Linked DNA regions of Pan troglodytes: region 2 is linked to region 1. The links are chromatin contacts, called in public Hi-C maps. All regions are on one chromosome and are shown on one strand. Each heading gives the region's core, a stretch centred on a gene start, on an enhancer-like site or on the middle of the called end of the contact. The rest is flanking DNA. Distances are from core to core; before and after follow the strand shown. Region 1 holds the start of FOXC1 (forkhead box C1). Region 2 overlaps GMDS (GDP-mannose 4,6-dehydratase).

Region 1 (3,965 bases), core at 1,363-3,862:
TTTCCCCCTCCCTTCAACATAGGATAAAATAATATCTTACAGGTGAGAGGCAAGGAAGAAGGCAAGAGAGGGGAGACGGGAGGAGGGGAAAGCAGGTCTCTGAAAAGCAAGAAGAAACTTACGTGTTATCTGGAGTAACACTGTCCTTTAATAAACCAAGATTTTGCTGTCTCTGTATAAAACAGTTTACGGGTTTGTTTATTTAGACAAGGCAAAGTGGAGGTGGCTCTGAATCGGTTAAGAAAATAGAGTTTTCTTCGTGCTGGTGCTGGTGAGCTGAATTTTTGGAGGGATATTCTGTTCGCTGGTGTGGTGAATATTCTCAGGGTTTTTTTTTTAATTGGATTTTTTTTTTAGTTTCGATTTTGCCTTGATGGGTTCCTTTAGCTTTTCCTGCTTTGGGGTTCGATTTAGTTCGGCTTTGAGGGTGTGTCAAAACTTGCTACAGTCGTAGACGAAAGCTCCGGACGTGCGGTACAGAGACTGGCTGGAAGGGAAGGCCATTTGACAGCTACTATTCCCGTTCACTGGAGAGTTGTTCAAGCCGATCCTCTGTGACTCGAACATCTCCCGCACCGAGTGGAAGTTCTGCTGCTGGCCCGGGTAGCCTGCGGCCGCCGCCGCCGCCGCCGCGCTCGCCAAGTGGCCCAGGTCTCCGCCCGCCTGGTTCAGGTACCACGAGGTGAGGCGGCCTTGGTGGGCCGCAGGGTGGTGGCCGGCCTCCTGGCCTCCCCCGCCGCCACCGCCGCCGCCGCCGTGACTCAGGGACGACGAGCTGCTGCTGGTGACCGGAGGCAGAGAGTAGTCGGGCAGGGGGTCGTCCACGGCCGAGCCGCCCGCGCCCCCGGGCGCGCCCTGCAAGTGGCCCCCGCGCTCGCCGGCCGCGTACAGGCTCATGGCCTGCAGGTTGCAGTGGTAGGTCCCGGCGCCGCCCGCGCCCCCCGCGCCCCCCGCGCCGCCGCCGCCGCCGCCCGAGCTGCCCGCGCTGGAGGTCTGGCTGCAGGGGGAGCTGTAGAGGGAGCTCTGGCCGGGCGAGTAGGCGCCGAGCGCCAGCGGGGGTGCGATCCCCGCGCGCGAGGACGCGGCCGCCGAGGCCAGAAGGCCGGAGCTGAGCTCCGCGGCCGCGCTCTGCGGCGACCCCCGCAGCGACGTCATGATGTTGTCCACGCTGAAGCCCTGGCTATGGTGCGGCGGCGGGGCGGAGGGCGCGGGCGGCGGCGGCGCGGAATCCGCACCGTCCAGGCTGAGCGGCCGCGCCGACGGCAGGCTGCCCGGGGGGCTGCTCCCGCTGGACAGGCTGCTGCTGCTGCTGTCGGGGCTCTCGATCTTGGGCACCGCGGCGGCACTGCCGCTGCCCAGGGCGGCGGCCGGGGACAGGGGCTGGGGCGGCGAGGGGCACGTACCGTTCTCGGTCTTGATGTCCTGGATGCGCACGGGCGGCGGCTGCGGACCGGGCGCGTTGCCGTCGGCCTGCTCCGGCGGCGCGGGCGGAGGCTGGCGGCCGGGCGGGGGCGGCTCCTTGAGGTGCAGCCTGTCCTTCTCCTCCTTGTCCTTCACCGCGTCCTTCTTCTTGAAGCGCCGCCGCCGCCGCAGGAAGCTGCCGTTCTCGAACATGTTGTAGGAGTCCGGGTCCAGCGTCCAGTAGCTGCCCTTGCCCGGCTTCTTGTCGTCGCGCGGCACCTTGACGAAGCACTCGTTGAGCGAGAGGTTGTGGCGGATGCTGTTCTGCCAGCCCTGCTTGTTGTCCCGGTAGAAGGGGAAGCGGTCCATGATGAACTGGTAGATGCCGTTCAGGGTGATCTTCTTGTCCGGGGCGTTCTGGATGGCCATGGTGATGAGCGCGATGTAGCTATAAGGCGGCTTCACCATGTCCTTGGGCTGCGGCTGCGGCGTGTAGGGCCCGTAGGCGCGGGCCATGCCGCCCGGGTACTGCTCGGCGTGCGCAGGGTGCGAGTACACGCTCATGGGGGCCGGCATGGCGGTGTAGCCGCCCCCGGCCGCCGCGCGGTAGTAGCTCTGCTCGCCGCCGAGGTAGGGCACCACTCCCAGGGAGTTGGGGCTGGACACGGAGTAGCGCGCCTGCATGGCCCCCGCTCGCCGCCGCCCCGCGCCGCCCGCCGCCCCCCACCCTCGCTCGGGCCGGGCCGCGCCGCGCCGGCCGCCGAGTCCGAGTCCGGGCCCGGCCGAGCTGGTGCCGGCCCGCTGCGCTGTGCGTCCGGCTGCGCTGCCGCCTCTCCCGGCGCTCGCTGGGGCTGGCTCCTCCGGCGCCTCGGGCTACCTCGGGGCCCGCGCGGCCGCGAGGCGGGGTCGCTGCGAGAGGAGAAGGCCGGGCCCGGCCGCGGCAGACCGCCTTGCAGGAACTCGCGGCGCAGCTTCCAGGCGCAAACGGGGGAAAGCAGACAAAAAGAAAGAACAAGCAGGCGCCCTTCTCGCCACACTGCCTGCGCCTTCCAGGAGACTCTGCCCTGAGCTGCCGGCGAAGGCGGCCAAATAACCAGGGCGGGGGGGGGCCGCGCGCCGGCCGCCTGCCCGGGCCCCGCGTCACCTTTTCTCGGTCTCTCGCGCGCCAGCCGCTTAAGGAAGCATTGGGAAAACTTCTGAACTTTTGAGCATCCGTCACCCAGGCGAGGACTTTTTTACGCAGTTACACTTTTTTCCGGGCAGCGGAGCCCCGCCCCGCCAGCGGCGGCAGCCAATGGGAGGTGAGAACCGCCTCAATGAGCCGGAGGCCGAGCCCTGCCGGCCCGCTCCCGGAGGCCGGAGGACCGCGGGGCTGACCACACGCGCGCCGGCCGCCCTGGCCCGGGCCCCGGCCCTGCGCCCGCGCCGGCGCCCGGCCCACCGTCGGTTCGTCCCCCGCAGTCCACCTGCCTGCCGCCGGCGCCCAGCAGACCTCCCACCCCGGGCCCTCCGGACCCACGCCCGCTGTTCGCGCAGACTTCCTGGGTCCTCCCGGGACCCCGTGCAGACCCTTCCTTCGTCCACGGCTCCCGAGTGGCCCTGGCGTCTCCGCCCCGCCTCGTGCTGGCTCGCTCTCATTCCTTCGCCAGCCCCGCCGACGCCAGCGCTGGGGTTGCCCCAGCCTCTCCTCCCCGCCGCCTCTCCTCTCCCGCAGCCCCTTCCCTCCCTTCTCCAACGCCAGTCTCACTCGGGTCACTGACGTCTCCGGCTTTTCTCCACTTGGAGGTTCTCCTGTCCTGAACTCGGCTACAAAGGACATGATTTTGAGGGCTCGGTCACAGCCAGGCCCTGTTCGCGGTGGGGAAGAAGGTTCGTCGCCCATCTGGCCCCCCTCCATGACCCCTCCCCAGCCGAAATTAAGGCAAGGGGTGCGGGGCCCTGCTGGGAGTTTCCGACGGCCGTTCACCCGCGAAGGATGAGCCTGCCCCGCTGCGGGCCGCCCTGCTTCTCGCCCCCCTCCCCGGGGGGCCGGCCCTTGGCGGCCTGAGGGTGCGGGCGGCAAGGGCTGCCGGAGCCCGGCTGCTTCCCCGCGCTCCCCTGCTCGCCCACGAGGGTCCCACCGGCTCGCCGCGCCGCCGCCCCCTCTGATCCCGTCAGGCGCGTTTCGGCTCAGATGAGGGGTCAGGCTGCGGGCTCGGTGACATTAGCAGGTGTGATGACAAGAAGCAAATAAATATGTCTAAGAGCTTAACGCTTCCCCAGGCCAGTCTCCATCTCCACAGGCGCGGGGCTGCCGGCTCGCAGAGATAACGGGTGTGTCTGGGGGAATGTCCAGGATCGCACCTAGAGGGCGGTTCAAGGATTCTGGGGGGATATGCACAGAAGGGCCCCCGCTCGTTGTGCACACGCCTGAGATTCGCCGTCGCTGGGTGGTTGGAATGGGACAGGAAGAAGAGAAATGAGGGAAAGAAACGAAGGAGCGGGAAAGAGCCAGGCCTCCCTCCCCCGGCACGGCGATTCTGCATTTTAGCGACTTGAGGAGAGACCCTCCCGGAGGCTGAATC
Region 2 (3,867 bases), core at 587-3,086, 76 kb before region 1:
ACCAGCCTCCCAAGCCCCGCTAAACAAAGCCGCCATCCTCTCTGCTGTGGATTTAACAGCCTCACGGCCTCCATTCTTGCCCTCCTACAGCCCATTGTGAAGATAGTGGCACTTTTTACATAAGTGAGACCACATTACCTCTCATTCAGAACCCACCTGTGGCTTTACAGCTCTCTCAGTGGAATTCCAGGTCCTTCCCGCAGCTTACAGTGTTCTCCATGACCTGCCCCGCCCCAACCTCACCCCACTTAGCTCCTGCCCTCTTACCCCCATGCCCTCTCTCCAACCACACTGACCCTTCAGCTTCACCTTGGGGCACTGACACCTGCTCCTCCCCCAGAAAGTTAGAGGGCAGGGCTGCTCCCCACACTCTTTCAGTCTCTGCATCAGAGAAGCCTCCATGACTTCTCTGAACCCCCCTCACGTTCTTCACCTGCCTCTTTGTGTCTCTCCTCCCGCTAGAATGGAAGCTGCATGGCTAAGGGCCCTGTCCATTGTGCTGGCAACTCTCTCCCTAGTGTCAAGGACAGTGCCTGGAACACAGGAGCTTGCTGATGGCCTGCTGAGTGGAGGAGTTAGTATTGGCCCTGGAATCCAATGGGAAGCGTTCTGGGCTGAAATTCAGAACACCTGGGGCCTGAATGCAGCTCCTGACCTTGATACCTACCACCTGTCTGATCTTAGGCAAGACCTTGACCTAGAACATTGGCCTCATCCTCCTCCCCTGGAGGTTGGAGGCCTGGGCCACTTCCAGGTCTGAAACCCAACCAGCCCGTGAAGTGCGGGAGAGTCTAGGTAGCAGGTGCTGTTCACGTCCTTCCTGATGTTCAAGCCTTGGGGGTGTTGCTGGAGTTGAACAGGAGCTCTTTCGTTTCTGTTATGGGAGTTTTTTTGTCAGTGAGAAGGTTCGTGAACCTTGAAGGGGTTACTGATGTAGGTAAGGACATCTCTGGGGCCTGACAAACGGGGTGGCGCCTCTTGTCCTGGAAAATATTATAGTTGTGATTTTGCCTAAAACTGAGGATGGAGTTCCAGTCCTACTTGTGATTTTAAACATTTGTATCTTCCTTTAAGTAAATATTATTTGGGATGCAGGAAATGAAGTTTTGGAATATTTCAACAGATGGCGCTGCTGGTAGCTATAATCTGACGATAAAAATTAAATTTAATCCTTACTAATTTCAGTAATTTCATTTAAAAAAATTGTATTGCCTCCAAGGATAACACATTAGTTTGTTTAGTCCTTTATCTTACCAGTACCTCAGAGTGGATGGTTTTAACCCTTTTATAAAGCATTGCCAGCCCTGCAACCTGGGCAGCTCAATTTCAGAGGTTGCTGCGTTAATGTACTGTGCACTGTGACTCAGTGCTGTCATAGAAAATGTGCCAAAATGCTTTACTCAGAGGGAAAGATGGTTTGCATATAAGTACATTCCATTATGGCTTATGCCATAAATACAAGCCAACCCGGCGGGGGGGGGGTCTATTTAGATCCTTTAAATAGATGCAAATATTTTCTTAAATGGTTATACAAAGACAAATACTGTGACTAATCAGTGGACACAGAGAAAGATGCGTGCTTGCTAGAGTCTAAGGAGAAAATGTTTTGCAGAGAATGATGGCCAAAGTGTCAGAGATCCCAGTGACACTCACTCATCAGCTTCCCCCCACACCCTCTCCAACCATTTCCAGCTGGTCTTCCAGCAAGACCATTTTAATTATGCAGCCATGCACTTGCTTCTGGGTGTGGTTTCCCTGATTGCATACGTAAGTGCAGATTACAAATATTTGGCAGGATTCCTTCCTCTGTGGGAACCAGACAAGTCATAACAGCAACTGAACGCTCTACAGTGTTGTGCGGGAAAGAGGCCGCGTCATCTCGGGTTTCAGAGTGCAGAGCAGGAGAAACTGGCTTCAGTTCTGCTCCTCTCTCACAGCCACATGCCCCCAACCAGGAAAGGGTCTGTAATGAGGGCTACAGACTTCGCTTCTTCTGCCACCACTGTAACCAGACCCACGGCCAAAAAGAACCAGCCAGGAAGCCCAAAGTGGAGCGACTTCTTGTCTCAGAAAATGACTCCACGGCCTGTGCTTTATGGCATGATCACCCAGAATGCTAGAGAGAAATTAAGATTCGGGCATGCACGGCTATGCCAAAGGAGGACTTCACCAGGGGATATTCAGGAATTCACTGATAAGCTTAAGAAGATTTTTGCAATTGTTAGCTCTTAAAATCATTTTTAATTAGTGAAGCCGAGAAATGCTGAGTGAAACAGCCATACTTTTCCCCAACTTGATTGGGAAAATCTCCATCCTGTGCCCCTCCATTCCTTCCCATCCTTCCTCTTCACTCCGTTTTTCCTGGTAAATGTTATGGCCACGTTCTGAGCAACCAACCTCCCTGTGCTCTGTGCGGCCAGCTTGGAACTGCAGGTGGGGGAGGATGGACACCCATTTCCTGTCTCCCAATCTGGGAATCCATGGGCATAAATCTGCAAACGCTGGCATAGTCATTGTTGGCATGAAGGGAGACGAGGAATATATTGTCAGCAGGCCTTTGAATTTCATTTTCAGATTGAACAGTTTTTTTTTAATAAAAAAAAACCCCTTACTAAAGTCACTTAGCAAACAAAGAGCTATACTGTTTGCATCATTGAAAACAGAAGAGCAATAACAGTGCCAGATACTCCTCTGTTACTTTGTTTGTTTGTTGTTTTTTGTTTTTGAGATGGAGTCTCGCTCTGTCACCCAGGCTGGAGTGCAGTGGCGCGATCTCGGCTCCGGCCTCAGCCTCCCAAGTAGCTTGGATTACAGGCATGTACCACCACACTGGGCTAATTTTTTTGGTGTTTATAGTAGAGACGGGGGTCTCACCATGTTGACCAGGCTGATCTCGAACTCTTGACCTCAAGTGATCTGCCCACCTCGGCCTCCCAAAGTGCTAGGATTACAGGCATGAGCCACCGCACTCAGCCTCCTCTATTACTTTTTAATTCAAGTGTCTCAGGGTGCTTTACAAGTGTTGATTAAGTCTACCTTTTTTTTTTTAAGGTGGGTAAGTAGTTAAAAAAAAAAGAGTCGGGAGAGGGAGGGAGCAGTTTTGTGTCACAGTATTTGAAGGAGAAAAGCCTGACATCATTGTGGCTTCAGTGGCAGGCACAGGTTGATAATTCTAATTCTAAATGGCAACTAACAGGAAGAGGATGAATAATTTACTGTGTATATTTACTTGGTGCCAGGTGCTGGACTCCATTTAACCCCCAGCTTTAATGAGGTATAATTTATTTAAAATAAAAATCACCCACTAAGGGTGTACATTTGATGAGTTTTGGCCATATACAGTTGTGTAACCATCACCACAGCCAAGACAGGACCATCTCCAGCCCCAGCAAAAAGCTCGCTCCTCCCGCTTTGTAGTCAGTCCTGCCGCCAACACCGCCCCTTTTCTGGTCACTGTAAGTTTAGAATGTTGTGTAAATGGAATCCTTCAGTATGTGTCTTCTGTGCTGGCCTTCCTTTACCTGGCACAATGTCATTGAGATTTACCATGTTCCCCGGTGTGTCTGTTCGTTCCTTTTCATTCATTTCATAGTCTTCGTTCGTGTGGATGCAGTGCCGCACAGCCGTTCACCTGAAGCTCATTTGGGTTGTTTCCTCTGGGGATGATATGAATGTTGCTGCTGTGAACATTTGCATTCCCGGTTTGTGTGGACATGTGTTTTTATTGCTCTGGTTACATACGTTTGAGTGAGCCCACGGTTCATCTGGGAAGTATGTCTGTGGCCAGGCTCAGGCTGTTTTCCACAACGGCTCTGCCCTGTTGCATTCCCACCAGCAACACGGGAGACTTCCAGCCGCCCCACATCC

What was found. A called contact is a pair of places that touch in the nucleus more often than the background predicts.
Region 2: a Hi-C map of stem cell-derived neural progenitor cells shows a contact between it and region 1, with 2.6 times the contacts expected there. The contact joins the enhancer-like site here to the promoter of FOXC1 in region 1. A contact is called at or near these places in 2 of 7 Hi-C or Micro-C datasets (blood and stem cell-derived neural progenitor cells).

What each region holds. Positions count from the first base shown.
Region 1 is chr5:7,552,990-7,556,954 of NHGRI_mPanTro3-v2.0_pri, reverse strand. It overlaps FOXC1 (forkhead box C1), which reads right to left and starts at 2,612. Exons shown (of 1, transcript XM_003311013.6): 1 at 1-2,612. The coding sequence starts at 2,085. The coding sequence ends at 433. All of the region lies in intron 9 of GMDS (GDP-mannose 4,6-dehydratase), which reads left to right.
Region 2 is chr5:7,628,295-7,632,161 of NHGRI_mPanTro3-v2.0_pri, reverse strand. All of the region lies in intron 9 of GMDS (GDP-mannose 4,6-dehydratase), which reads left to right. Among named protein-coding and RNA genes, the nearest start is that of FOXC1, 76 kb to the right of the region's middle. Within about 2 kb of position 1,836, at least 4 of the 24 cell types and tissues checked have an H3K27ac peak or open chromatin away from gene starts, as enhancers often do. A contact at or near this core is called in stem cell-derived neural progenitor cells, where this site is marked.